Linked DNA regions of Mus musculus: all the other regions are linked to region 4. Evidence: chromatin contacts called from public Hi-C, HiCAR-type, HiChIP or PLAC-seq and promoter capture Hi-C data. All regions are on one chromosome and are shown on one strand. Each heading gives the region's core, a stretch centred on a gene start, on an enhancer-like site or on the middle of the called end of the contact. The rest is flanking DNA. Distances are from core to core; before and after follow the strand shown. Region 1 overlaps Gm40931 (a long non-coding RNA gene). Region 2 has its middle 8.5 kb from the start of Gm47792. Region 3 has its middle 24 kb from the start of Gm40931. Region 4 holds the start of Cd83 (CD83 antigen). Region 5 overlaps Gm34276 (a long non-coding RNA gene). Region 6 has its middle 27 kb from the start of Jarid2. Region 7 has its middle 8.0 kb from the start of Gm40930.

Region 1 (4,054 bases), core at 119-2,618, 800 kb before region 4:
AAAGGAAAAGACAGAAGGAAGGAAAAGAGAAAGTTACTCGGGCCACCTGGCAGTGCTTAGGGTGTTTATCGCCCATCTCTTTACCATGGGCTTAGGCGAATCAGCCTTCATGAGGGTGATCTCTTGTCCAGGTGACAGGCAGGACCTGCTGGGATTTTTTAAAGTTTTTGTTGTTGTTGTTGTTTATGTGTATGGTGTCTGTGTGGCTACCTGTGGAGTCCAGCGCTGGCTCTCTTGGAGATGGGGTTACAGGAGGTTGTGAGCCATCTGGTGTGAGTTCTAGGAACCAAACTAGGATCCTCTGGAAGATTAGCAAGCTGGACCACCTCTCCAGTGCCCTGGATTAAGTCTTAAGAAAGAGGAGAAGATAGTACGTGATGCTCTTATCTTGGAGCAGAGCAGGATATCATGTCTACACACAGGGCCAGGGCATTTCTTTCTTTCTTTTTTTTTTTTTTTTTTTGACTGGAAGGCCCAGGGAACCGCAAAGGTGATGTACTTTTTCAGTCTTACTAGGGGGAGCAAGAGGCAGTGCTCAAAGCTGACTCGAAGACTTTGAGTCAGCATTTAAGGCTGTTATAACAATCCTCTTCCCTCGGGACTCGAGACTCCAAAGGATTTAGAGGCAGAGCTGAAATTAAGAAATATGTATGACCCATTTTTCCCCCTCATGAAAATCTGGAGATCTAATCCAAAATTGCTCACTGGAAGGCATGAGTGTCGGGGCTGGAGTTTGGATCATTCGCTCATGTATGACTCTCAGAACAGGTGCTCATTTAGAGAGGTAGCAGAAAAGCAGACCAGGGGACACCCCTAACCCCCTGCCTCACCCACACACATGCCAGGCTCCTGCAAGCTTGGGTCCATTGTCCAGACAGATCCAAGGACATGTTCAACTTCTGGTCAAGGACATGAATACAGGCTTCTGTCCCTAAGTTGTCTGGTCCATCTCTGTCTCCTTTCCTCATCACAATTAACAGACTGGTATTGCGAGGTTTTCAATCTTTAACAGACTTTAACGGCTGATGTTGTTAGAGGTACCACAACTCTTCTCCCAGGAAGCCAGGAGAGTCCTGCCAATCGTGTGTGTTGCTAATGAATTATGGTTGCATCATTTGAAGTCTTAACCTATGAGAGTTTTTTTTGTTTTTTGTTTTTTGTTTTTGTTGTTTTGTTTTTTCCTTTCTTTCTTGCCAGAACCTTCCTCAGCATAGTGCAGGGTCAAGTGTTACCTGCTAGCAAGTTCCTATCTTGGACTCCAGCCACTGAGCCTCTTGCTCTCCCTTCCAGGGCCCTGGGAGAGGAATGAGCTGCCAGGAGACCCTAATCATATGCATGCTGTCATCTGGAAATGATTACAGTGAGAGGACAGGGAGAACCCACGTTGATAGCATTGATTAGTTTCTTATTTCTAAGCAGAGAGAGCGCCCCTCTCTATTGCTTAAGATCCTGTTCCAATTTGTTCAGATTTTTCTCTTTGGTAGTGTAAAAAGCAAACTTATTTTGCCTTGGGAGCCCAGGACTACACTGGGCTTTGAAGACTGCAGCCATCTCTACAGGAGCTCTAGAGGCAGCTTCAACCAATGCTCAGCCTGAGATTAGCACATCAAAGGCCAGAGGTGGTCCCGAAGGGCTGGAGGAGCTTGGGGATCTAGGGATGTGGGGACCCAGGCTAGGATGGAATAATAATAATAAAAAAAAGGCTTACATTCCAATTCTTCAAATCTTTCAATTGCACGTTTGTGATCGTGAAAACCGCAGGCCGAACATACACAGGCACGCACGCACGCATGCACACGCACGCGGGCGTGCCCTGCTTTCCGAATACAAAAGAGGAATTAGAAATGAGCCAAAGAAAGAAAGCAAAAGTCCAATTTTCTCTGCCGTCTTTTCCCTAGAACCCAGAACGAGGCGCATGGAAACACTAGGTTTCCAGCTACTGCTTCAGAACCTTCCCTTGCACTAATTGCTAGGTTAAAACGAACCTCCAGAAAATAAATTCTGTCATTGCCCTGGGGTGCTGAGCCAAAATAACAACGGCAACCCTTAATAGCCAGGCTGAGCTGTGGAGGCCACAGTTATTTTTATCCTAACAAGAGGCACTGGTGATGTAGAGGAAATTGTCTCTTGGGGAGAGGATTCCTTTCGTGACTTGACCACAGCAGTAATAAGTTTCCGGGGCCCCTAAGCAGGTGTGTAGAGATGGGCGACCTTGAATGCAGATGAGGAGAGAGGATAAGAAAATTGACAGAAACCCAAACTCCCGAGATAACCTGTCGTGGAAATAAACAAGCTTGCAGAAGTGAAACACCAGGCAAGTGATAGGAGGAGGAGGCCTCTAATGAACTGGGTTTTGAAGGAAAACCCATTTGGATTCTTCTCGTGTCAGAAGTTTGTACTTAGGTAGGCTTATCTGTCTAGAAATGAAGTTACCCGACTTTGTGTCTAAAACAAATGTCTAAATTCTAAAGGGGTATAGGGATATACTCACTCTTCTCTAAAGCTTTAAGGGTTTAAGATTGATCAAAACGGTAATAGTAGAAAAGTTTGTTTAGGTTACTGATTAATTTTTGGTACAATTTTTAAAAAATAAAGATTTCTTTATTTTTATTATGTGTACGGGTGTGTTGTGTATTTGTGCGGGGGAGGGGGTGTCTGTGCTCATGCATGCTGGTGCACACAGAGAGGAAACTGCTGGTCCCCTCCGTCCCTCCTCCCTCTTCTTCCTCCCCTTGTTTTGGTTCTACATAGCCCTGGCTGTCCTGGAACTCACTATCTGGACTAGGATGGCCTCGAACTCATAGAGACCTCCTCTGCCTTCTGCTCCCTCCGCTCTCCTAGGCAGGGTCTGTGTGACTAGCCCTCATCTTCACTTCTTTCCTAAGGCTGCTAGGCTCATTTATCTCTTATTATTACGCACTGAGCACGGAAGGGGATACAAACATTTAAGGCATGGAAAGTGGTGACCTGGCCCGGGTCCAAAATGGGAAGACAGAGGCAAAAAAATATAAGTGGAAGTGTGATATCCCTTTCCTATTCAAGTCAGTACGCTTCGGCTGTGATGTGTTTATTTAATTCAGTTTATTTTATTATTCTCTCTGTCCCTCTCTGTCCCTCTCTGTCCCTCTCTCCCTCTTCCTCTTTTCCTCCCTCCTCTTCTTCTTACTCTTTTAACTTAGTCTTTTGTACTCTGGGGTGGCCTTAGAAGTGGCTCTGCAGCCAAGGATGACTTTGAACGTCTGAATGTCTCCAGGAACACGACTGCAGGTGCTCGCTACCACCACACCCTGTTGGTGCTGTGCTTGGCTTGAATTCAGGGTTTTATGTGTGCTGGGCCAGCAGCGCTAGTCTCCCTTCTCTGAACCCTCGGCTTTACAAGTTTCTTAACGGCTGAAATAATTCATAAGCCATCCGAAGAGGAGGGAAAAGGGCATAGCATTGATTGGGCGTCTAGTGTGTGCCTGGCATCCGTACTTGATAGTTCTCACAAAGATTAAATAAAGGGTCCTTCTGATCGTAGATGGGTGTGGCCAGGCACCTCACCCTCTTGACACCGTGGTTATAATGTCTTTACTGACAGGCGTTCCCTGCTAAAATGGACAGCACCCCCAAACCATGAGCCAAAAATAATCCTTCCTTAAGTTCCTTTTGTCACAGCAATGAGAAAGAGCCAGCACTACTCGACCTCAGCGGGGATGGGGTTGGGGGTGGGGCTGCCCAGGGGGCCCGACTGGGGCTCTGTGTAGGTTTCTACGCCTCTGCTATTGGCTACTCTGTGTCCATTTCTGCTTTGATTTCTCACAGCTTTATCCGTGCAATTTAAATCTACATCCAGGTTTGAATTGGAAAATTGGGGATTATATCTATGCGTGCTTTTGGCAACAGCTGATTTTGTGGTTTACATAATTGGAAACAAGAGAAGGGTTAGAACTCTAGCTTTGTCCACCGGCTCAAGCTGCACGCGTGCTTGACAACCGTAAATTGGCTGAGTTCTTTTTCTGGACGCCAGATTCCAACCTTGTTCTGCCTTTTGTTGCAGTTTTGTGTTAATTGG
Region 2 (4,139 bases), core at 766-3,265, 730 kb before region 4:
AACAGCTAGCTCAATGTTAAGCTGTGTGTTAGGAATGCACAAAAAACAAACAAACAAAAACAAAACTGACCTAAAACTGAGGTTTATGGTAAGGATGATGGGCTCTGGGGGAGAGTTAAGGGTATTTTGGTCAAGGCAGAATCTATATGTACAAGTCTTGCGCTGTGCCTTAAACATGTGCTGTGGGCCGAGTATACTTGCCTACTTAGTATGTTAGTGATTCTCCTGTGCTCACCTCGCCCACACAGTGACTGTAGTTGCATTCTTTAGTCCAGTACTTCATGGGTCAACAGGACCCATGAGGGCTTTTCCTTACTTAGCCATTAGGCACCAGAGAACAGTCAGGTTGGAAGCCAAGCGCTAAAGTTTCCAGGATTTGGCCATTCAGTTCCTCTTGGGATCCTGTCGTTTGAACCTGACTCTTGGCCATGCACAAAAGGGATATTTTATCTTCCTTTGGCCCTTTCTTTACGGTTTTGTCTGTACTGTTGGCAGTGGGTGCTTACCTTTTGGCAATATCTGCATTTGGGTGTTTTAACATGTCTTTTACTCCTATCCTGCCCAACTGATAGGTAATCAATTGTGAGGTTAGCAAAGAATGCCATACCTGCAAGAGGTGAGAACCCTTCCATCCCCTGCCCCTGCCTCTCGACAGGGCTCTTGCCATGTGACCTGGTCTGATGTGGTACTTACTATGTAGCCGAGGTTGACCTCAAGCTTTTGTTGATCTTTCTAAGCCCTGAGTATGTGTCGCCACACCTTACCTGGAAGAAAGTCTTAAAGGGAGATTTCTGGATTCCCGGGTTGACTTGATATTTAGAGAAGGCACGAGACTCATCCTGTTCTGTTCTTGCATTTTTATAAAAGGGTAAATGTCGTGTTGATGTGGGTGACGATGTGCCTCCTTCTCTCAGCATTTGAAACAGACGGCTTTTCCTTGGAGGACAGTTCAGAATCTCCCTGCATGGCAGTCCCTCGGGGGTGGGATGGGAGATGATCATAGCTGATTGTCACACATGACACCGGATACTGTATTAAATGCTATATCAAGGCAGCATTATCGTTTGGTTCCATTTTTGATGTGCTGATTAAGTCAAAGAGTCTAAAGTTGATTCTGAAATGTTTTGAATGTTTCTTTAGCACTGTTCTCTATTTAAAACTATTTCTCTTTCTCCTCCTCCTCTCTTTCCTCCTCCTCTTCCTTCTTCTCCTTATTTTATTATTATTTTTTTGAAGACAGTCTCGCTATGTAGCTCCGGCTGGCCGGTGGGGAGCAAACTCTGGGTTCTCGACCTTTAGCATTTTGAGAAATTCACCCATAATGCTTCTCTCCACTTTCTGGTATTTGTTTTCACAGTTGCTCTCTGTTTATGGCAGGCAACCCTGGGTTTTGATTCAGCATTTGTGTCAAGAGTTTTAACATAAGAATGAAGATTTTAGAAAAATGAATTGACTTAATGAGAGTAAGCAATGGATAGAATTTGAAGTGGTGGGGATTTCGTAGGTGTTCTGCTGATGTGTGCAGGGGAGCATGGGATGCGATGGTCCTCGTTCTTCTCCTATTGCCTAATTATAGCATCCTCTTGTCATTCATCCTCCCCCCCCAATCTTATGGGGGTATTTCCCACTTTGCCCGGCTTGATTTACTCTCTGTTCCTCTTTTTTTCTCTCCACCAGTTTCTACTGCTGGGGGATTTCCTTCTGTGAGGAGAGGACTTACCCCTATATGAGGTATGTCCTTTCTTTCTTTCTTTCTTTTTTTTTTTTTGGTTTTTTGAGACAGGGTTTCTCTATGTAGCCCTGGCTGTCCTGGAACTCACTCTGTAGACCAGGCTGGCCTTGAACTCAGAAATCCACCTGTCTCTGCCTCCCGAGTGCTGGGATTAAAGGCGTGCGCCACCACACCCGGCTTAATGTCCTTTCTTTTGCAATCTGTTTGCTTGTTGTCTAGTTCGTTATGGTGTGCTAGAGTGAATGAGATCTGTATAGCAGTGGGGTCAGGCATGCTCTCTTTGCTTGGTCTGATCATTTTAATCATTTCTTCTAGCTTCTGGTCTCGGTGTAGATCACTTTCTTTTCCTCTGTGTAACTGGTTGCCCCGCCCCCCTGTCCCCCTGCTGCTAGGGTCCAGGGGGTGGACTCTGATTCATCTCAGCATTTCGTACAGAACCCAGTGAATATACAGTATGGCTCACAATCCGAGTAATGTCTCAGCCTCGGAATTCAGAGTCATGTGAAGAACAGGAGAATCCATGAAGACACAGGTGGAGCCAGGCCCTGGACTCAATCAACCAATCAATAGACACAGGTAGAGGTTATAGACACACAGAAAGACAGACACAGACAGACAGACACATGCACGCACGCAGGCACGCACTCCCCTACGTGTAAGAAAAACAAACAAACAAACAAAAAAACCCCTCAGTACTGGTATTTGCCATTCCCAACTTTAACTAATGGCAGTACTGTGAGAGAGGAGGGCTTACTGATTAACATTGGAAGCCAAGCTATGGATGCGACTGACTGCTCTGTCCTAACTCTGTGGGCTGTTGTAGTCTGAGAGCTGCTCGCCGATCCCACTTGACATACACCAGCATGTGTGTTCTTTCTCTGCTATCCTGTATTTCTGCCCACATTGCTGGGCTTAAGAAAATGTGTGTTTGTAAGCTACGCAAGACCTAGGCTGTCTCCTGTTGAATCGGATTCTCATTAAGAAAAAAAGAAAGAAAGAAAGAAAGAAAGAAAGAAAGAAAGAAAGAGAATGGGGGAGGGGCAGTAAGCAAATAGGAAATCCAGGGACCATTCTATATATTTTTTTTTAGACCAATGCTTATTTTCTTGGCAGGCAAATGCTTTTTTCTCACCTTTTGACGTACTCCTAATGGTCCCATTAAAATACATTTAGCCTTTTCTCCCTCCTCCGTCTGCCAGCACTCCCCATCATGTGGTGAATGTCAGACAGGTTTTAAGTTCCGAAGAGCAGAGAACAGGCTGAGTTGGAACAGGATCATATGTCCTCCTCCCACCCCCTAGAAATGTGCACCCTCTCCATTTTATTGTGCAGTGTTCAGTTGCAGCTGGACCTGGAGGTGCTGGGATAACAGGAAGATGTCACTGACGCTCAAGTCTGTCTGATGCTGAGGATGGGTTCCTAAGAGGATGTCTCTTCCACTAGGAGTCCTTTGCAGCACAGGATCTGGACTGTTGTTTTTAGATGTTCCCTCGTGGCCCTGTATAGATGATCACCAACATTCCTTCCATTTCTCTGAGTAGGTGATTTTCTATGGTGACTAGGGGTGAGGGGTGGTAGTGGTGGTGCTACGGAGCACCTCAAATTCCCTTCCCCATCTCCTGGAGTGACACAAGATTCCTTACAGGAAACTGCCTTTCTCTGCCTGTGGGAAGGAGTGCTGCATCTTGTGGTTTTTGAGGTTCTAGCAGCCAAGGAGGGGCTTACAAGGCTGCCGGGCCAAGCAGGCAAGAAGGGGTCCGGTACCCTTCTCTCTCTTCTGAAGACCTTCCAAGGGTAGAAACCAAACCCAGGCTCTGACTCAGAGAATTGTGGATGGTCAAAAGATGTTCATTATGATAGCTATGATGGGGACCTACAGAAGCACCCAGAGAGGAGCCTGGTCCAGGGACGAGCAAGAGGAAGCCTGGAGTCAGATGCTCCTATGTTGATGCCTTGGAGCAGAGGAGGGGGGCAGTCTACCCTCTAAAGCAGTGGGTCTCAACATGTGAGTCATGACCCCTTAGGGGCAGAACAACCCTTTCACGGGGGTCACCTAAGACCATCGGAAAACACAGATTTTTACATTGTGATTCATAACTGTAGTACAACCAATTTATGCTTAGCTCTGACTAGCTTACAAATAAATGAGACTTAGACTAAGGTTATTTTATTTGGCTTTTACAATTACTGAGAGATAACCCCTAAACTACTCTTCTAGATGTTGGCCTGGCCGCCTCCCCAGCAGTATACCCCAGATACTTGCTGTTTCTCCTGGCCATGTGCTTATGGTCTGTCTTCCTTCATGGTAGCTTCCTCTCTTCCTATTGGAACAGAAGCCATCATGGCTAGTTGACTCATGAAAACGTAGCACAGAGGACTGGCCAGTTGGGGTTAAGAGCAGCTCAGA
Region 3 (3,916 bases), core at 773-3,272, 880 kb before region 4:
GTACTCCTGCCAAGCCTTGGACTTACTGTGAGGATGACCTGGACTTCTGTTCTTCCCGCATCCTTCCAAGTGCTAGGACTATAGACACGAGAGAGTTTTTTTTTTCTTTTTTTTTCTTTTCCATTTTTTATTAGGTATTTAGCTCATTTACATTTTCAATGCTATACCAAAAGTCCCCCATAGCCACTCACCCCCACGAGAGACTTTTAAAACAGTTCTCTGTACAAGGCTGAGAGACAAACCTTTAGATGGATAGATAGATTATCTAATATCTCAATTTGTCTCCTGTTCCTCAATGGGTACATTAGAGCAGTTCTCAACCTGGGTGTGTGTATGTGTGTATGTGTGTGTGTCAAAAGGCTCTTTCACAGGGGTCTCTTAAGACCATCAGAAAACACAGATATTTCCATTACAATTCACAACAGTAGCAAAATTACAGTTATGAAGTAGCAACAAAAATCACTTTGTGGTTGATTGTCACCACAACATGAGGAACCATATTAAGGCCGCAGTACTAGTAAGGTTGAGAACCACTCACTCACTGCATTAGAGCGGGGCATTGTGCCACAAGCCTGTTGTCCCCGAGTTGAGGACTTAGAGGGAGGAGGATCAGGAGCTCCCAGTCTCAGCTACATTTGGAAGTCAAGATCAGCCTGAGCTACTGAGACCCTGTCAGAAAACAGCAACAGCAAAGCCAGAGTCAACAGCTCCTGCCCACCATCCTAGCACTGGGGGAGGGAGGCCTAGATAGAAAGACCACCAGGAGAGCCTGAGGCCAGCTTGGGCTAGAGAGTGAGGCTTCACCTCAGAAAAACAAAGGGGCTGGAGAGATAGCTCAGTGGTTAAGAGCACTGGTTTTTCTTCCAGAGGACCCAGGTTCCAGTTCCCAGCCCCCACATGGCAGCTCACAACTGTTTATAACTGCTGCTCCAGGGGATCCAACACCGTTACACAGACATACATGTAATCAAAACACCAATATACATAAAATAAAAATAAATAAATATTTAAAAAAAGAAAAACAAAGGCCATTCTACTCCTTTTGATTTGTTATTATAGAGTGGAATTTAATTTATTGGTTCATATATGTTTACTTGATGAGTAAAAAAATGTATCTTATATTATGTGCTACGTGGTACAGGAATATGCAATGCAAAGACTGAAACAAGTTATTCAACCTTAGCAGAACCAGGAATTTATTCCTGGTATTTTTTTATTTTTTTATTTTACATGCAAAATTGGTAATTTGCCTACATGTTTGTCTGTATGAAGGTGACAGATACCCTGGAATTGGATTACAGACACTTGTGAGCTGCCATGTGGGTGCTGGCAATTGAACCTGGGTCCTCTGAGAGAGTAGCCAGTGCTCCTAGCCACTGAGCCCTCTCTCCAACACCCCTAAAACAAGTTCTTTACACACCTCCACAATGGCTGTATGTCACTTTTAGAACTGCTGTGGAACTCAGCTCCTACCTATAACTTGGCCCAGAAGACGGACAAAATACTCAGTGTCACTCTAAAGATGAAGCATGTTGAGAAAATGGTTTAAAAAAACAAAACAGGCCGGGCAGTGGTGGTGCACGCCTTTAATCCCAGCACTTGGGAGGCAGAGGCAGGTGGATTTCTGAGTTCGAGGCCAGCCTGGTCTACAGAGTGAGTTCCAGGACAGCCAGAGCTATATAGAGAAACCCTGTCTCGAAAAAAAAACCAAGAAAAAAAATTTTTTTTTAGCTTCCTTATGCACTGGATAACAACTGAGTGTCATAGTTGGGAGAAGAATGACAGCAAGGTTAGGTCTGGAGCTGCAAGCAAGCTTGTGGCTTTCATTATTCTCTCAAAGTATCATCTGTGGGAGTCCCACAGAACCACGACCGTGGGATCCTCCTCCCAGCAAAGCAAAGATCCCGGTGTCCAGGCCCGTCTAACGGGACCCAGTGAATGCCCCGCTTTGTTCCTGAGGATGCTGTCAAGCAGATGATCTCAGGAGCTTCTACATGAATCACTGTCCTTGCAAAGACTTGTTCCAGAAGCTTCCTGGGGGAGGTCGGTAGGCAGGGCAGGAAGTCCACGGGCAGTTGGAACCACATCTGGTTACCGGTTCAACCATCCTTCTCTCCAGCTCTGTCTTCCCTGGCTATGATGCTGGATCCCTGCTGAAATCCCAGCTGAAGCTGGTCCCTGCCCTTAGGAAAAACGCATGCTCTAGAGAGAATCTGAGACGTGCATCTGAGGGAAAATAATGACCAGGTAACTCCCAATTGCTCTGCCTTTGAGAGGAGATCAAAAGGGTTCTGGGACAATGGCTCACCATGCTGGCGCCTGCTTGGATTGCCCAAGTGCTCCAGGGAGTCACTTTGACTGGAAGAGAAGGGGAGCCAGGACTGGGTTATAGCGGTTCTTGACCTTCCCCTCCCTGCCCCGCATCTGTTTCCTCATCAGAGCTCCGAGAATTACAGGGCTGGCTATCTGACTCACCCGGCTGTCATAAAGATGAGTAACACCCTAAGGTCCTATTCTTTCTGCCCTGTGACAGAAAGGCACCCCTAGAAATGAAAGTGCTGACAGCAGCAGTTTCGACTTGGCCATGTGAAATACATGCTGGACAACCTAATCCACTCTGTCTAAACATAGAAATCACATAACTCTGCCCAAATCATCACTCCACTAATCCACTTAACCCCTGGTCAATATACAATCTAAATATTTAGTTGTGTCTCCTGGTTATCTGTGTTTATTCCGTGTTCACTTATGGTCTGAGTCCCTTCTCCGTTTATCCATTTTGATGGAATAGAGTTTAATTGAGGAGCATCTCCAAGACCATTCACTTCTTCCTTCCCTGGTACCTGGTACCCAACTTGACCATCCCAGGTGCTGATGTAGAAGTCAGTGAACAGGCATCTCTCAGAGTCACTTTCTTTTCTTTTGGAAAGTTCAGAGATATTTTATTGCAACTCCAGAAGAACTGCAGTTTCGGATTCCCCCCAATCCTGGCACAAGGTGTGTAGGGTGAAGTTGGATGAATAGTCTTTGGCCACGTAGTGAAAAGGATAGATTCAGTCTAGGAAGGCAGAGACCTGGAATCTGGTTCTTCAGTGAACTAGTAGTTGAGGTTGGTTAGGTCATTGAAAAGCTTTGCTGGGCCTGGTGGCACAGACCTTCGACACCAGCTCCTCCAGGAGGGTGAGGCAGGAGGATCACTAGCTAAGATCTGCTTAGAAACTTATTGAGACTCTGGTTGCAAATTGAAAAATATATATTTATGGCTGAAGATGTAGTTGAGTGATGGAGCGTTTTCTGAACATGTGTTAGATCCTAGGTTAAATTTCTAGTACCAGTGAGAGAGAGAGAGAGAGAGAGAGAGAGAGAGAGAGAGAGAGAGAGAGAGAGAGCACACAGAGAGACAGAGACAAAGACACACTCAGAGGTGGAGTGGTGGAGGAGAGATAGGGTTAGATCTGGCAAGATGGCTCATATACCTAAATGTGACTCTGTTTTTGTTTATCTGTTGTGTGTAAACTTAAGCCTGCTTTGGCTCTAATATTTTTCTAGATTTGAAGGTCTTTGTGCTAATTACTTCTCAATGCTGTGACCTGAATACCTGACAAAGCAGCCTTTTGCTGAAGGGTCCAGCCCTGGCCAAAGGTTCAGTCCATGGTCATTTAGTCCCATGTGTTTGGGTAGAACATTATGATGGTGGGAATGTATGGTAGGAAAGTTTTGTGCCTCCTGGTAGAATGGGAACAGAGAGCAGGGAAGAACTGAGGGCCAGGGATGATGTCCAAACGCATGTCCCCAGGGATCACCCCCTCTGCTAAGGTTTGACTTCCTCAGAGTCTGACCACCTTTCAAAAAAGTCCCATCATCAGCGAGCAGGACCAAGTATTAAACATGAGAGCCCCGGCGGGGGTGGGGGTGA
Region 4 (3,727 bases), core at 245-2,744:
TGCACAGGGAAGTCATTATCTTTGGGGAATTAACACTTCAGTTGGTTGAGTTGTTTGGGTTTTGCTTTGATGCTTAGTATTTCAAACCTTCGGACTTTGTGTGTGTTGGGCAAGCCTTGCACCGCTGAGCTGCCACCCTCCTTCCCCCCAGGCCAGACAAGTGGCTAAAGTGGGTAAACACACCACCACACACATACACATACACACACACACTTCCCATTCTGCCTCGCACGTTTAAACTTCTCATAACATCATTCTTTGTGGGAAGAAGGCAGTCCCGTGTTTCTTGAAAACTGAGAGCATACAGAGGCTTCCTCCTCAGAGCCACCCCCGGGGGGGATTTAATTCATGTTGCCTTCAGATGGAGGTGGCCTCTCTCAGAACCTCGCTGAAAGCCGAGGTGCAAAGGAACCTCGCTGAAAGCCGAGGTGCAAAGGCCGGCTCTATTAAATTACAGCAGCTGGGCTTTAAAATACCAGAGGAATTACAATGTTGGAGTCTGAGGGCTCTCACTGAAAGGAAACCTTTCAAATGTCTTGCTGCGTGCAACTCAATTTCCCACCACAGAAGCAGAGATGCGGTCTCTCCTGTTTGGGCCTCGGGCTCCAGCACATTTCTAAGGAAATCTTCATTCTTGGCCAGACCCGACCCCTCAGAGGCTTCCATGAAGAAGCAAGGTGGCAGACGAGCCAATAGCGAGCCTTAGCTGAAAAGAGATGATCGCTCCTAACTACCTCTTGTGGCCAGCCTAAGCCACCTGAGACCCTCTTTGAGATGGTGCCATGGTCACAAGGCACAAGAAATCAGGAGTCTAGGGACATGCTCCCGGTCCCATGCCCAAATCTAGGCCCATGTTGCTTTCACTGCAGCTCTCTGGCTGCACCCACAGGTGCCCTGTAACATGGATCCAATCCCTTGGAAACCTCTGGTGGGATCATTCACGCCAAGCCGCTTTTGATCATGATCTGTATCCTAACATAAGGGAGCGTGGGCCATGGATGCGGATGAAGGGAGGTGGGAGAAAATGGGGTATCAGAATGGTTGGAGTGCCCAATCCAGGGCCCCTGGAGACCCGGTCTCTCACGTGCCTGTTTCCACTGTCCCTGCAAGGGACCGCGCAAACCCCAGTGGAGCTTACCTTGGCCCAGGACACTGCATAGGAGAGCTGCGGGTCCCAGGGCGCTGTGCAAGGCAAGTCGGCGGTCTCGGAGCAAGCCACCGTCACCTCCCGCATCGCCATCGCGGGTGCCAGGCTGCAGGCTACAAGAGAGAGGGGGGAGAAACAGAGCGGCGTAAGCAAGGCCACCGAGGCGGGGTCGCGGGTAGCACCGAGCGATCGGGCTTGGGGGCCGTACCGCAGCCTAGAAACAGGAGCTGGAGGCCTTGCGACATGGCTGGAGCGCTGCGACACTGTCCGGGCCGGCCCCCTGGGCGCGCGCCGTGCTCTTGTACCCGCGCTTGGGACTTCCCCGCGCGCCGGCCCCGGGGACTCCCCAGTCGGAGGAGGCGGGTAGCCTGGTCCCCGCCCCGCGCGCGTCCCCAAGTCCGCGTTGCTGCTGCGGCTGGCCAGCGGCAACAAGCAGCTCCGCGGAACCGCCCCGCGCCCTGAGGCTTCGGAAGCCGCGATGGCACGCGCCACCCCAGCTAGATGACCCTCAAACCCATCGAGTGGGTCATGCAGATTCAGATAGGGTGGGCAGCTTCCTCTGAAACCCAGGGCTGTGGCGACCTGCTACTCTCCAGATTTTGTGATAGGGACAGACACCCTAGGCTTCCTGAGAAGTGGCAAACGCCTGCAGTCCTTGGCTTGCTGCCTTCTTTCGGGTTATCGCTCGGCCTTGTTTACGTTGTTTGAGCAAGGGAGATCTTTTTATACTAAAGCATTAATTACACACATGCTCATAAGTCTTTTAGAAAACAATGTCTAAAAGAATCTTGAGTCCATCTGCTTTGCATCTGCTCCCCAAGGCTCAGGGACCAGGGGGAAGACAGGACAGAAAGATTTTAAGTGCCAGAGATCTGGAAGGAGAACGGTGTCTGCTGGACATGACTCTGAAGTCACAGGAGCAGTGATGATTTTCACATGCTCAAGGCAGGCAACCTTTCAGCATACTGGGGGAAGGGATTCACAATTGCCCACCCCTAACTGGGGAGCTATGGATAGTTGGCGGCTATGGAGGAGGGAGACCACCCTCCCCCCACAGGTCAATCATTCTCCAGTGGACGCCCACATCCAGAAGTGTATGGCCATCTCAAATTAGATTTTTCTTTTAAATAGATCAAATCACCTCTAATTCCCAGAAGCAACCCCACTTAACATTTTGGTGTACTGACTATTCTATGTCTGTACCCTTATACAGCATTCTAATACTGTTCCCTTCCCATTATCTTTTTCATCCTGTGTTAGCTTAGTTTAACAGTTTACGAGCAGTTTCACAATACTAAAAATAGTTTCAGCAACTGCTTGGTGGCTGTGCCATATTCCATTGGGCCACAAATTAGAGCCCATTAGGTAGTGTTGGGCACTTGGATGGCTTTTTTACTTTATTATTTTTTCCTTCAGATATGAAGGCATTTTGTTTTTACCAAGTCCACCCCCCACCTCCCCAACTCCAACTCCTCCCAGATCCCTCCCTCCATCTCCCTCCCAAGTTCATGTTCTCTCTCAATCTCTCATATATATTACATATATACATATATATACACATATGCATATGCAAATATACATATATACATCATATAATCATTATACATCATATATACATCATATGCACGTATACATGTACATATATACATATACATCACATGTACATATTTATCATATATACATTTATACATCATATATACATTATATATACACACACACACATATCCTAGCAAATCCAATTGGTCCTGCCCATTGCATGTGAGGGTAGGTCTGTGCATTGTAGCATGGCAACCTATCAGGGGTCCCATTTCTGAAGGAAGCTATAGGAATGCCCACTTATACACAGGTATAAGGTAGGGAAAAGGTGATTCTCCCCCAAAGTTTACTTCAAAGGAACAGTTTGTCTTACTGGACATGCGCCCTGAACCAGTTCAGGCAGGATCAGCCATCCCACTCTCCTATTAGATAGAAGTAGCGCATGACTGAACAAAGTCTAAGTTTGATGGACGTTAAGGGGAGATAAACTTACTGCAAAGCTCTGAAGCTTGATGTGGGGTCCTAGGCTACCCACAGGTTGTTTGGAAGTAGGGGAGCTGTGCACAGTCCTGTGGGGAAGGATCGCAGGCTGCCAGGTGCCTTATTAGAAGAGGGCTGTGCAAAGTCCAAACCAAGGAAGAGTCAAGGCTGCTACACGATCCCTTCTGCTCACCTGTCACATTCATGGGGTTGAATACACCAGACAATTAGGCTCAAAGAATGAAACATTTTGGGCTGGCGAGATGGCTCAGTGGGTAAGAATACTGACTGCTCTTCTGAAGGTCCTGAGTTCAAATCTCAGCAACATGGTGGCTCACAGTCACATGTAGTGAGATATGACGCCCTCTTCTGATGTGTCTGAAGACAGCTACAGTGTACTTATGTATAATAATAAAGTCTTTGGGCGGGAGCTAGCAGGGACTGAGAGAGAGGGGCCGACTGGAGCAAGCGGGATCAACCAGAGTGAGCAGAGGTCCCAAAAACCACATGAAGACTCACAACCATCTGTACTCACATACATAAAATAAATAAATCTTTTTTAAA
Region 5 (3,924 bases), core at 792-3,291, 750 kb before region 4:
GTGAATTCTGGTCATGCTGTTCCAGAGTCCTTTTCTAAAGGATGGCTCTCTTGAGGCATTAGGTTATGATTGATGGCTGGGGGCTGTCATACAGCAGCAATTAAATCAGTGCTCATCTGTCTTGTATCATTCGACATTCAAATATCACCTACTCATTGGAGGGTTTAGAAGGAGGAAAGGTTCAATGGGAAGATTTCTCATTTGAGGAATGAGACACCTTGCTAATCTGGGCTCCAGTTTTATTATCTTGAAAAAGAAATGGGAAATCTGCATTTCTTTCCTAGCTGGGACAGTCTAGGCGTCTGTACAAACGGCTGAAAGCAACTGTTATCTCTGCAGTGGTAAGAATGGTGACATTGTGCAACTCATTGAACAGTCAGACCCAACATCCAGAATGAGGCAGTTCCCAGTGGTCTCCAGCTTGGTTCCCTTCAAGCTGGACGTCTCTCAGAGGTGAGTGCAAGATCTGGACATGGTTGTCTTAATCCATTGTTGAGTTACTATAACAAAATAACCTGCTGCCCCTGGTCATATATTAAGAAAAAGTTTTCATTACGTGATGGCTTTGGAGGCTCAAGGGCGTGGTGCTGACACCTAATGCTATGAGGATCCTGTGGTAGATGTCCTCCCAGTGGTAAGACTTCGTGGTAAGGGTAAGTAGCAGATTAGAAAATGTTCCAAGCTCTCTTATAAAGCCCATTCACTATCACAACAACCAATACATTCCCCTGTGTCCTAACCCACTCCCTCAAAATGGCATGGATTCATTAATGAACAAAAATGACTTAATTATTTCTTGATAGGCCCTAGTCTTAAAGGTCCTGATGCTGCTATGGAAGCAAGGTTTTTACATGAGACCTTGGGGGACAAACTGTATCCCTAACACAGGACCCATCACTGATGTATCGCTAAGATATGTCTTAGAGCATACACTGGGTGCTTGATAAACGTGGGAGGACATAGCTGAGAATCAGCATGTGCCCGCACCCCCCTCTAACTTCCCCAGAGGCAGGGTGTAGCTTCCCCTTTGAACAACCTCAGCAGAATCGTGGGCCCCAGTGTGGTCTCCTCATCAGGAATTCTGGTTCCTATGCGTCTCTCTTGTTCCGCATCTTTTTTAAAAAAATGTACTTTATTTATGTCTATGTCCATCTGCCTGCTTGTCTGCATGTGTACGGCATGTATGTAGTTTCTTGCGGAGGCCAGAAGCAGGTTATAGAATCTGTTGGTGCTAGAGTTAGAAGTGGTTGTGAGGCCCCTGATGTGGGTGCTGGGAACCGAACCTGGGTCCTTTGTAAGAGCAGCAAGGGGTGCTCTTAACTACTGCACCATCCCTCCAGCCTGCCCCTACTCTACCTTAGCTTTTTAAAAACCTCTTCCTCAGAATTAGGCAGGGAGGGTTTTACTGGCCCATTATACTGCATCCTGGAAACTTAGGAGAGTTAGACATTGGCCCAGAATTACAAGAAATGGCTAGTGAGCCGGGCATGGTGGCGCACGCCTTTAATCCCAGCGCTCAGGAGGCAGAGGCAGGCGGATTTCTGAGTTCGAGGCCAGCCTGGTCTACAAAGTGAGTTCCAGGACAAGCAGGGATATACAGTGAAACCTTGTCTCGAAAAAACAAAACAAAACAAAAAAAAACAAAAAAAACAAAAAAAAAAAAAAAAAAGAAAAGCAAGAAAACACACTTGGCTGGTGCTCAGGCCCATACCTCTGACTGCATCTTTTCTTTACTCGTGGACTGAGAAGGAGGAAACTCCACCCTACAACAGACCTTCTGAAAAATGAGGACGCCTCCGTGTTCCTGCCCTGAGTGACCACAGGGCTTTGAGCAGCTTCTCTTCTCCCATCCGGTGAAATTGATTTTTAAACACACTGAATTGATTAAAGCGTTGGACCAGGATGGAGCCGGCAAGCAGGCCGAATAAGAGCTGTTTGGCTCTTATATTCACTTCCTTCTTGTCGACGCATCCTGTGCCTGGGGAAATGAAGACGGCTGGGTACTCTCATCCAGGCTAACTGTGGCTTGGCCTCTGTGGAAGGAAACCCACAGTCGATGAAGGGGCACCGAGATGCAGCTGCACGCCTGTTCACAGGGCAGCCACGAATCAGCAAGCTGGGTCACGTCCTGCGCATGCGCCGGTGCCAAGAACGCTCGACAGATCGTAAAGACTGTAACATTTGCTGACGCCTCCTTAGAGGCATGGATGGGTCTATTAGTAATGACATTGGTATGTGGAGTTTGATTGAATATGGACATTAATTTGATTTCCTTAGGCTTCAGGACCAAAACTTCAGGTGGTAATTTTCTGTAGACAATGTATCTGTCTACTTATGTCTGTATGAAGGTTGTACTTACACTGTTTTAGGAAGATGTTGTTTAGTTAACACCCACTCCTAATAACTTCAAAAATAAAATAGCCACCCTTGGGCATTTTGATATGGTGTTTTTCCACTGGCGCCCAAAAGGTTTCTGCCTCAGTCAAACTAAAGTTCATTTTGTTAAACAGTGGCACACTCCCTTTCCTTTTTCTGGAACAGGGATATTCTTCAACTGCAAAGTTGCCCTTGAGGCTCTGACTGCAGTTCTCCTCCAGGGGTGACAATCCAACCATAGGATAGATGGTTTTACTTATTTGTAAGTTTGTGGCAAAGTCAGGGGACACTTGGCATTTTTGTGAGGTTTAGACCAGAGCTGCTCCACAACACGTTTCTGTCTTGTACAACAACAAGTGTCAGCCTCTGATGAAACACTGCAGCAAGCCCCTGGCTCCTAGGCTGTGGGATTCCCTGGAGCCTCTTCATTTCCCTGGAGTAGCTGGGCCTCTGGTTCAGAAGTGGCTTTCAGCTCTGTGGACATGCTGAGCAGATGGGAGGCCGAGACATGGTTTCTCAATATTTTCTGCTTTTTGCCGGGTAAGATTGGGAACGTAGGTCTCAGCTTTGAGTCATGCTTCCGTGTCTCAGGGGACTTCTCTTAGAGTTGGGATCTGGAATGCTCCCTAGTGGTCCATATGGTAAAAGCTTGGCCCCCCAGCTTGGTGAACTAGCTCTTGAGAGTTGGTAGGACCTTTAAAGTGTGGAGCCTAGCCGGAGATCTCCAGCTGTACTGTCCTGTGCCCTTAAAGAGGATCGCAGGATCCTGGGCCCTCCCTTTTCCTCTCTTCCATTTCCCAGAAACAGAGTGAGTAGTGTTGCTTCATAAACTCATACTACGATGTGCTAGCCCAGATCAGAAGCCATGGGGCCCGGGGCTGAAGAGATAGCTTTGTGGTTGAGAGTGCCGACGGCTTTTCCAGGACCTGGGTTCAATTCCCAGCACCCACATAGCAGCTTATGATTGTGTTTGTAGCTCCAAGATCTGACACTCTTGCACAGACATACATGCAGACAAAACACAAATGCACAAAAAATAAATAAGTTATTAAATAAATAAAAGAAACCACAGGGTCAAGTGATTATAGATTAAAACTTCTAAATGTGAATGTCAAAATAAGCCTTTCTTCATCATATCTTGGTTAACCAGGCATTTCTTCTTGTACTGAAGAGCTAACTAATCCAGTCTTTCTGTTTATTTGTTCTCATAGGTGGAAGATGCGCCTACTCTCACTTGGATTTGATATGCCAAGGCTGGTTGATATTTATGGGAGGCCTCATCCTTTCTAAGGAGAAAGGGGGAGGGAGGGGGTAAAGGGGGAGGGGAGAAGGAGAAACTGAGAAAAGCAGAGGTAGAAGAAGCTGTGAGCAGGATGTAAAGCAAATAAATAATAAAAAATACTACATATTTGTCTGTCTATCTGTCTGTCTGTCTATCTATCTATCTATCTATCTATCTATCTATCTATCTATCTATCTATCTAGTTTGTGTGTGTGCATGCACAAGTGGGCATACACATATCATGGTATTCATGTAGAAGAGAAAAC
Region 6 (3,835 bases), core at 112-2,611, 920 kb before region 4:
AAAGGTGTGCACACCCCCTCCCCCAGCAGACACTCTTCTTTTTTGTGTTTTTTTTAAATTTTATTTTTTGCAAATTTTAAAACTTTGATCATGTTCACTCCCGACCCCCCAGCTCCTTCCAGACCCCCCTCACCTCTAACCTCTTACTCTCAGTTTTGACCATTCATACTTTACCTCAATCCCATCTGAGGTTTCTTCCTCCCTCCTTCCCCACCCTCCACCCCACCCCCAGGTCTCTCTTGGTTACCCTGGCCTGGAACTGGCTATGTAGATGAGGCCAGCCTCAAACTCCTTGGTATCAGCCTGTCTCTGGCTCCAGAGAAATGAGATTAAAAGCTTATACTCCACCACCTCCAGGCCCAATCCATTCTGAAACCAGCTAGTTTCTGCAATGTACATGTCAGGCTCATTCTAAGATTCAGGCGCTCTATTATAGTATCCTGTGCATCTGCTTCCTTGCCGGATTATTGGTTCGTCCTCTAGTGTCTTGCATATTCTCCTACAATCAGCAGACAGAAGGGACCAAGAAATTATTTGTGAGCTGTGAGTGGGGCAGTGGAGTGTTCACCAGTCATCCAGCCTTTCCGAGGCTGTGGAGGGAAATGTTTTGGATTTGGGGACGGGGATGGGGGGGGGGGAGCACTGTTACTCTAAAAACCAGACTTGGTGGCTGTAAGGTTAGCCGGCCGGCTACAAGGAGACTCCAAAAGGCGCGCACACAGGTGATCTTAGCACATGGGAAGTGGAGACTGGAGGCCACTTGACACCTAGTCTCCACTTTCCAAAAGGTCAAGCCAGACAGGAAGACTGAGCAGCCGGCCGGCCATTGGTTGTTGTTGTTTGGCTTGTTTGTTTTCCCATATTCACTTTTGCCTTGTTTTTCAGTCTGTGGTCCCTGGACTTTGCCTTCCTTGGCCTTTGTAAGGTCAGGATGTTTGGGACTTCCTCATTCCAATACAATTCTTTGAATTTTTCCTTCAAATGCAAATAAAGGCACTTACCATTTGGATAGCGGTGATTAAAGAGAGAAAGGAGGTTGGTTTCGGGATCCTCCTCTAAGGTCCCTTTTAGCGGGGTGGGTGATGGAGAGGAAGAAGCCAAACAAAATTCTCCAAGGGCAAAGAGTTGAAAGGGAATCAAGCGATAGACTATCGAATCCCACCAGAGTTGACGTTACACAGCTCTTTATAGTAAGATGTTAAGCACTTAATATTTTATTTTCCTTGCAGGTCACAGCTATTTGTTCTTGGGACAAATGTGCATATGCTTATTAGATTTAACAATCCACCGCTCCCGGTTAGGAAAGGAGCCAGGCGGAGCCTGACTCCCTCGAAAGAATAGGCCTCATTAGCACTTGTGGGGACGAAGACTCAAGTTCTCAAACCAAAAGGAAGAGTAGGAGGCCACAGTCAGTGGTAGGAGAAATTGCTGACTCGATCTCGCCCCACCCCCACATTTCCTTTTCCTGCATCTGTCTTTTTCTGAGCAAGGAATATTTCTTTCCCTTCCCATGCTTTGAAATTCACGGTATGTGTTTTTACATTTTTTAAAGATTTATTTATTATTATATCTAAGTACACTGTAACTGTCTTCAGATGCACCAGAAGAGGGTGTCAGATCTCATTACGGATGGTTGTGAGCCACCATGTGGTTGCTGGGATTTGAACTCAGGACCTTCGAAAGAGCAGTCGGTGCTCTTAACCACCGAGCCATCTCTTCAGCCCATGTGTTTTTAATTTTTAAGATGTATCTTATCTATGTTTTGTTAGCCCAGGATAGCAAAGAACTCAGTGCATCCCTCCTTTTAGCCTCGTTTCATTATCTATATATTTATTCACTTTACATCCGATTGCTGCCCCCTTCCCAGTCCCCGCCCCCCAGGTTTTAATTTACTCCACCTCACCCACTTGCTCCTTCCAACGTCTCAACCTCCTACCCACTTCCCTACGCAAATACCTTATATTGATTTGTGCATCTCTATAGCATGTTAAGCAGATTTCTTCTCAGGCCAAGGCAACCATGATGGTACAGGTCTGTAAGGTGAGAGGTGGACGTGATAGTGTTATCTAGGCTCCGCCCCACAGTTACCTGGCAACAGCCGGGAATGCCTGACTATAAAAAGGGCTGCTTGCTCCCTCCTCCCTCATTTATCCTCCTTCCTTCTCTCCTCTCTGTCTCTTCTCCAATCCCCCTCCTCCCTTTCTTATAAAACACAATGGATAGGGTCAAGAATTGGAAGTCAATCTCAGCTACACAAGTTCAAGACCATCACATGTCAGATGAGACACTACCCCCACACACAAACACACCCCATCTCAAATTGCAAAACAAACTAGAAAAGGAAAGATTTCTGAACTCAGAAGTTGAATCACCAGTTCAGTGGGGGTGCAGGAGCACGACACAGTGACTAACAGCCACCCCTCCTCTGCACTCTCAGCTGCCTTGCGCTGGCCCTTCTCTGGAGATGCGGGGTGGAAAACCTGCGCCTCCGATTGACGAAATGCTTCCTCACCACCGTCATCATCGGCGAAGTTAAGGGTGAAGACTCATCTTTAGTAATAAGGCATGACTGTAATTCCTCACCCTCTGGCCATTATTAATTATGATTCATTGCATGAAAGAGAAAATAAAGATCTACATACGCTCAAAGCACATATAAACTGGAAGGATTTCAGGTTTGGGCATGTGAGGCCCTTCCCTTATCCAGGGCCATTTCTCTGGAGGCAAGACGTCTACCCAAAGCTAAGGAAACAGTTGGATTGTCCTCTTACAGGGGAAGGTCTTCATCGTCATGAGGGCTATACCCATCCAGCCTTTCATGACTTGCTATTGACACAAGGATGAACTGAACAGAGCATAGTAAGTGAAATGAATGTGAATCCATTTTACCCCTTTTCCCTCCATAGAAAAAGAAGGCATCTTTAACTGCCACGGGCTACATTCCCATATTAGCCAGGAAGTACTTGGTACCCAGGCTCATGTAATTATGTGTTGAATTCTCTGAGCCAGAGCTGGATGTAAGTTTGGGAAAGAGCATGTAGGGCCCTTGAGTTCAAATAAGGAGTGTGTAACTCAGGCGAATACAGTGGCACACCCATATTGTGCCTATACTCAGAGCAGAAACAGGGCGTGGAGACTGGGGGGGCGGGGGTAGGTAGAGCTCACTGAAAGTTTGATGCTAGCCAGGATTACAATGAGAGATGCTGTTTCAATAAAGTCAAAAGCAACTAGAAAGACTGCCTAGCAATTAAGGCTGATCTTTCTCAAGACCCATGTTTGGTTCTTCATACCCATACTGGTTGTCTTCAACTCTAGCTCCAGGGGAATCCGAGTCCTTCTGGAACACACACACACACACACACACACACACACTCACACTGGGCATGCTAACACAAGCCTTTATAAAGGGGAAAAGGAGATATGATGGAACAAGTCTGCAGTCCTTCCGTCCTTCTAAGATGGTCGGATCAGGAGTTCAAGGCCTGCCTCAACTACTTGAGACCTTGCCTCAAAAAGCCAACCAAAAAACCCCAAAACAAACAAACAAACAAACAAAAAAACTGCCGGGAGAGGTGGTCCACGCCTTTAATCCCAGCACTCAGGATGCAGAGGCAGAGGCAGGCGATTTCTGAGTTCGAGGCCAGCCTGGTCTACAAAGTGAGTTCAGGACAGCCAGGGCTATACAGAGAAACCCTGTCTCGAAAAAACAAAAAAACAAAAACAAACAAACAAAAACACCCAAAAAACTTCAAACCTTTAAAAAGGCTGATTTTGAACAAGACCTGGATTCAAATGAAATGGTGTGTGTGTGTGTGTGTGTGTGTGTGTGTGTGTG
Region 7 (3,809 bases), core at 552-3,051, 710 kb before region 4:
TCTCAACTTGCTTCTTGGTCATGATGTTTTATGCAGGAATAGAAACCCTGACTAAGACAGTGTGAAAATACCATAATAATTTCCATGACTTTGTACACTAATTTTAAAAACTAATTAAAAATTCCTCCTGTTATTTTCTTAGTCTTTTGGGGTGGACATATCAGAATATGTGAAAGTGGAAGCTTTGTTCATTTATTCTTTAGTGTGAGTCTGTGTGTGTGTGTGTGTGTGTGCACACTCATGCATGCGGGCATGCACATGCGTGTAGGGGGTGGGGCTAGAGGGGCAACCTTTCGAGTCATTCCTCAGGCATCAAGCCATTCCTCTTGCTTGATTTTTGAGGTCTCATTGGCTTGGGCTCCATGGCTAGGCTAGGTTTGTCTGCAATTCCTTAGCACAGGGCTTCTAAATGTGGGTTCTGGGGTTGAACTTGGATCCTCATGTCTTCTTGGTAAGCACTGTACCGACTGAGCCATTTCCCCAGCACAAAACTGTGTGACAGATTTTTTTTTTTCACTGCTTTGGGGCTGGGAAGTCTGGGGCCTTGCTTATCTGATCTCTGGTGATGGTGCCTGGTTGCTATACAGAGCTGTCCCCTAACAAGGAAGAAGAACGAAGGGCAGAAGGAGCCTAGGAAGGGGTGCCACTCTGCTCACAGGACATCATCACTTCTTAAAGTGCCCCATGGATAAAGACGTTCCAACACAGAATGCTGACATTCAGACCATAACTTGCGACTACTAGGAAACCCAATGACAACTTTTGATGCCATCTTGGGCCTGGCCAAGCAAGCTCTCCAGAAGGTTCATCTTTTGCATTCCACGCTTTTCGTGTTGTCGGTTAGCTTGAAGATGCGGTGATGTAACGTATTCACATGGAAACTTTTGGTCATTAGAGACACAGATGGTTTCTGGCGTGTGGAAAAGAGCACCAGGGAGTGTGTACCTTTACAACCTCTGGCTCACTACCCAGTGTGACTTCTACCAGAGGAAACTTTGCACACCTGCTTTGACTGACGGCACACTTTGGGACTTTGGATTCTCCTCTGAAACAGCTCTACCATTGTGACTGCTTCCTTTCGGATAAGTACCACACATTCATTTATTTATTCCTTTAGAGTCAAGGCTTTCCTGTGTAGCCCCAGCTGGCCTCAGAGCAGAGCTTTCCAGTCTCCCCGGATCCATGGTATCGTCATCGGCGTGTATCAATGTATTAGCATGCCTGGTTCCCATTAACTTTAATCCATGCTTTGCCCCGTCAAATGTTAGCTTTTAAAACTTTTTGAAATGCTATGTCTTGTTTATTTCATCTTCAGTATTTAGATAACTGTGCTGGTTTTGATTATAAGAGACTTTTGACCCGAGAGTTTATTTTTGAGACAGGTCCTTGCTCTGTATACCCCACTGGCTTCCAGCTTGCAGCCCCCTTGCCTCTGCTTTCTGAGTGCTGGGATTATAGGCATGCATAGCTATTTCCAGCTTTCTGGTCTCTCCTTACTGCAATTGCAAACCCTATGAGTTAAATACTCTTTTCATATGTGACCATAGGTTTTCAAGCTGCTCTTTACTGTAGGCCATGCTATTCTACATGAATAATGTGTATAAACTCTTCTAATCCTACTTATGATCGCCATGATGAAATGGCAAAAGTAAGGCACAAATAATTTAACTAAAGTCTAGCCACACAGTAGGTGGCGAAACGGCGTCCAAAAGTGACCGATCCGGAGCCAGCCTCTTCACCGTGTAACATATGTCTCTAATTGAGCCAGCTCCCTGCCAGAGCCCTAACACACCCTGGGCAGGAGAATCGAGGGTGAAAATAGAGTGCTTTATTACTGGAAACATAATAAACTCTCCAGGGAAAGCTTTCTCAAGGGCTTGGCAGTAAGACTGAAGTCACTGTAGCCTTTGAGGCTCCTTTCTTTCTGTCGAAAGAGCTGAGCCTCTAGTGCACAAGGGGCTTCTCTGTAGTGGATGCTAAGAAAATGCAGGAGAACAACAGGCAGGGAACAGGGGGCTTCCTGGAAGCAGGAAGAGCTGGGGTGGAAGGACTCAGGGATGGCTAGGGGCGCAGATAGTACAGGTGCTCGTCTTGGTCCTTTAAGTTTAGGGGCTTTTGAGACTTAACGCAGCAAGATGGCACATCCTCTACCCATCTTTTAACTCTCTGCATTGATGGGGCGTAAGGAAGGAAGATGAAAATACATATGCCAAAAATGCATAGGCCAATAAACACCGTGCTTGACCCACGGCCAGGATGGAGAACCAAAGCAAGCGTCGGTCTGGGGAGAGGACTCAGTGGGTACAGGGTCTTGCCCCCAAGCCTGGATATTAAATGTGAGCTCCTTCTTCTTGTTTCCTCTTTTCTTTGTCACTCTCAGGATCTCCTGTTTTGTTTAGCTTTGTGACAAGGTCTCACCCAAGCTTGTCTCAGAGTGACGATCCTCTGGACTCAGCCTTGGGTAGGACAGGATTACAAATGCGAGCCATCTTCCCGGAGTTCTGCACTTTCTCTTACATCTCACATCTTTCACAGTCTCAATCTCAAGGTTTTTATCTCTCCCCTTGTAGGGAGGTGACAGTCCTTCATTTGTTGTGGCATGATGTTCCCAGGGAAATAACATTGCCCTGTCGCTCATAAGCACTGGGGTATTTTCCAGTTTGGGGCCTCTCTCTGGAGGACTCTTAAAGACACAGGGTGAGACTTGAGGGCCTTATACTGATGGGCGAAAGGCAGAGCACTGTAAAATGTGGGCAAAACACCGACTGACGCGTGAGGGGCTGGTTGTAAATCTGCTTTTATTTTTCCCTCACTGCCTGGAGAGATCTGGGAACTGTGGGTTAAAAGGTTTGGGAACAATATATGAAACACCTAACCTGGCACCACACTGGCATTCCATAAGTGGAAAGCTAGCCACATACCGTGTAGCCGTTAACTTTAACTTTATTTTATTTTATGTATTATTATTGCAGGGGGTGGGGGAAGTGCACACAGCGTGCGGCGTGTCTGGAAGCCAGAGGAGGAGTTTGTGGAGTCTGTTCTCTTCTACGTTTATTTGGGTTCTGTGGATTGAACTCTGGGCATCAGGTTTGGGCATCAAGCTTGTTTACTTACTGAGCCGTCTCGCCGGCCCACAATTAGCTTTAAGATTCAGTCTTTACATTGGACACAAATGGAGCACAGTTATGAGCAAGAGGAAAATGGAGGAAAAAGTTACCCAGAGCACAGCTGTGTGCTGTTAAGTGTTCTTCCTGGATACCACAAAGGCTTGATCCTAGTGCATTTAACTGCTGTAAGGCAGTGGCTCACGGAGGACAGAAACGTATTTTTCATAGCTAGAACAGCAAGGTCAAAATGCTAGCAGGTTTGGCGTCTGGTAAGAACTCGCTTTGTAGTTCATCTGTGGAGTTTCCCATGATGCTCTGACACGGTGGAGGGGGCGGGAGCTCCCTTTCTTCCTCGTACCAGCTGCAGCTGCATCCCATGTCCCCATCACATGTCCCCATCACCTCAAAAAGTCCCCCTTTCCTGGAATTATCACTTGGGGGACAGCATAGGAATTCGATATGTCAATGTTGGGTTCAAATGCTTAACTCATAGCAGGCCCACGGCAGATCTGAGACCTTCAAGTACAGGAGAAAGGCAAGGAGAACCCTGGGGAAAGTTCCAGCCACTCCCTTTGCTTCCAAGACACTTACATGGAAGCTTTCGGTTAGAAAGGTAGGACCAGGCCTCCGGGACAGAGAAGAGAAGAGATACACCTCATCCAAGGATGCTGGTGAGGATGGGAACACTTCAGGGTATGCATC

Evidence for each region. Promoter capture Hi-C pulls out the DNA fragments that hold promoters and counts their contacts. A called contact is a pair of places that touch in the nucleus more often than the background predicts. HiCAR-type assays count read pairs that join an accessible place to other places. HiChIP or PLAC-seq counts read pairs in DNA pulled down with a chosen protein or histone mark.
Region 1: a promoter capture Hi-C map of pre-B cells shows a contact between it and region 4, with 4 times the contacts expected there. The contact joins the enhancer-like site here to the promoter of Cd83 in region 4. A contact is called at or near these places in 7 of 39 promoter capture datasets (cranial neural crest, frontonasal cranial neural crest, hippocampal neurons and 4 more), 7 of 115 datasets of contacts at active chromatin or transcription factors (bone marrow-derived dendritic cells, embryonic forebrain, embryonic midbrain and 4 more) and 3 of 9 other capture datasets (adipose tissue, embryonic stem cells and liver).
Region 2: a contact with region 4 is called in a Hi-C map of B cells, with 20 read pairs. The contact joins the enhancer-like site here to the promoter of Cd83 in region 4. A contact is called at or near these places in 4 of 39 promoter capture datasets (frontonasal cranial neural crest, hippocampal neurons and liver), 4 of 484 Hi-C or Micro-C datasets (B cells, centroblasts, muscle stem cells and 1 more), 3 of 115 datasets of contacts at active chromatin or transcription factors (bone marrow-derived dendritic cells, regulatory T cells and thymic regulatory T cells) and 2 of 9 other capture datasets (adipose tissue and macrophages).
Region 3: a promoter capture Hi-C map of trophoblast stem cells shows a contact between it and region 4, with 6 times the contacts expected there. The contact joins the enhancer-like site here to the promoter of Cd83 in region 4. A contact is called at or near these places in 7 of 39 promoter capture datasets (embryonic stem cells, frontonasal cranial neural crest, liver and 3 more), 1 of 484 Hi-C or Micro-C datasets (uterus), 3 of 115 datasets of contacts at active chromatin or transcription factors (bone marrow-derived dendritic cells, embryonic basal ganglia and thymic regulatory T cells) and 1 of 9 other capture datasets (liver).
Region 5: an H3K27ac HiChIP or PLAC-seq map of bone marrow-derived dendritic cells shows a contact between it and region 4, with 6 times the contacts expected there. The contact joins the enhancer-like site here to the promoter of Cd83 in region 4. A contact is called at or near these places in 6 of 39 promoter capture datasets (embryonic stem cells, hippocampal neurons, liver and 2 more), 3 of 484 Hi-C or Micro-C datasets (B cells, Th1 cells and bone marrow-derived macrophages), 3 of 115 datasets of contacts at active chromatin or transcription factors (CD8 T cells, bone marrow-derived dendritic cells and embryonic midbrain) and 2 of 9 other capture datasets (adipose tissue and macrophages).
Region 6: a HiCAR-type map of kidney shows a contact between it and region 4, with 5 times the contacts expected there. The contact joins the enhancer-like site here to the promoter of Cd83 in region 4. A contact is called at or near these places in 1 of 39 promoter capture datasets (liver), 5 of 115 datasets of contacts at active chromatin or transcription factors (embryonic basal ganglia, embryonic midbrain, embryonic stem cells and 1 more) and 1 of 9 other capture datasets (pancreatic islet).
Region 7: a promoter capture Hi-C map of liver shows a contact between it and region 4, with 4 times the contacts expected there. The contact joins the enhancer-like site here to the promoter of Cd83 in region 4. A contact is called at or near these places in 7 of 39 promoter capture datasets (cranial neural crest, embryonic stem cells, hippocampal neurons and 3 more), 4 of 484 Hi-C or Micro-C datasets (B cells, muscle stem cells and uterus), 7 of 115 datasets of contacts at active chromatin or transcription factors (CD8 T cells, bone marrow-derived dendritic cells, bone marrow-derived macrophages and 4 more) and 2 of 9 other capture datasets (adipose tissue and macrophages).

The regions. Positions count from the first base shown.
Region 1 is chr13:44,580,220-44,584,273 of GRCm38.p6, reverse strand. The region is part of intron 2 of Gm40931 (a long non-coding RNA gene); the gene reads left to right. Among named protein-coding and RNA genes, the nearest start is that of Gm34276, 14 kb to the right of the region's middle. Within about 2 kb of position 1,368, at least 43 of the 459 cell types and tissues checked have an H3K27ac peak or open chromatin away from gene starts, as enhancers often do. A contact at or near this core is called in embryonic stem cells and pre-B cells, where this site is marked.
Region 2 is chr13:44,515,892-44,520,030 of GRCm38.p6, reverse strand. No RefSeq gene overlaps it. Among named protein-coding and RNA genes, the nearest start is that of Gm47792, 8.5 kb to the right of the region's middle. Within about 2 kb of position 2,015, at least 22 of the 459 cell types and tissues checked have an H3K27ac peak or open chromatin away from gene starts, as enhancers often do. A contact at or near this core is called in B cells and centroblasts, where this site is marked.
Region 3 is chr13:44,658,572-44,662,487 of GRCm38.p6, reverse strand. No RefSeq gene overlaps it. Among named protein-coding and RNA genes, the nearest start is that of Gm40931, 24 kb to the right of the region's middle. Within about 2 kb of position 2,022, at least 35 of the 459 cell types and tissues checked have an H3K27ac peak or open chromatin away from gene starts, as enhancers often do. A contact at or near this core is called in trophoblast stem cells, where this site is marked.
Region 4 is chr13:43,782,879-43,786,605 of GRCm38.p6, reverse strand. It overlaps Cd83 (CD83 antigen), which reads right to left and starts at 1,494. Exons shown (of 5, transcript NM_009856.3): 1 at 1,356-1,494; 2 at 1,139-1,260. The coding sequence starts at 1,392.
Region 5 is chr13:44,533,783-44,537,706 of GRCm38.p6, reverse strand. It overlaps Gm34276 (a long non-coding RNA gene), which reads left to right. Exons shown (of 5, transcript XR_873341.2): 4 at 340-453; 5 at 3,588-3,742. Among named protein-coding and RNA genes, the nearest start is that of Gm47792, 26 kb to the right of the region's middle. Within about 2 kb of position 2,041, at least 90 of the 459 cell types and tissues checked have an H3K27ac peak or open chromatin away from gene starts, as enhancers often do. A contact at or near this core is called in B cells, CD8 T cells, Th1 cells and 4 more, where this site is marked.
Region 6 is chr13:44,702,822-44,706,656 of GRCm38.p6, reverse strand. No RefSeq gene overlaps it. Among named protein-coding and RNA genes, the nearest start is that of Jarid2, 27 kb to the left of the region's middle. Within about 2 kb of position 1,361, at least 29 of the 459 cell types and tissues checked have an H3K27ac peak or open chromatin away from gene starts, as enhancers often do. A contact at or near this core is called in embryonic stem cells and kidney, where this site is marked.
Region 7 is chr13:44,494,748-44,498,556 of GRCm38.p6, reverse strand. No RefSeq gene overlaps it. Among named protein-coding and RNA genes, the nearest start is that of Gm40930, 8.0 kb to the left of the region's middle. Within about 2 kb of position 1,801, at least 15 of the 459 cell types and tissues checked have an H3K27ac peak or open chromatin away from gene starts, as enhancers often do.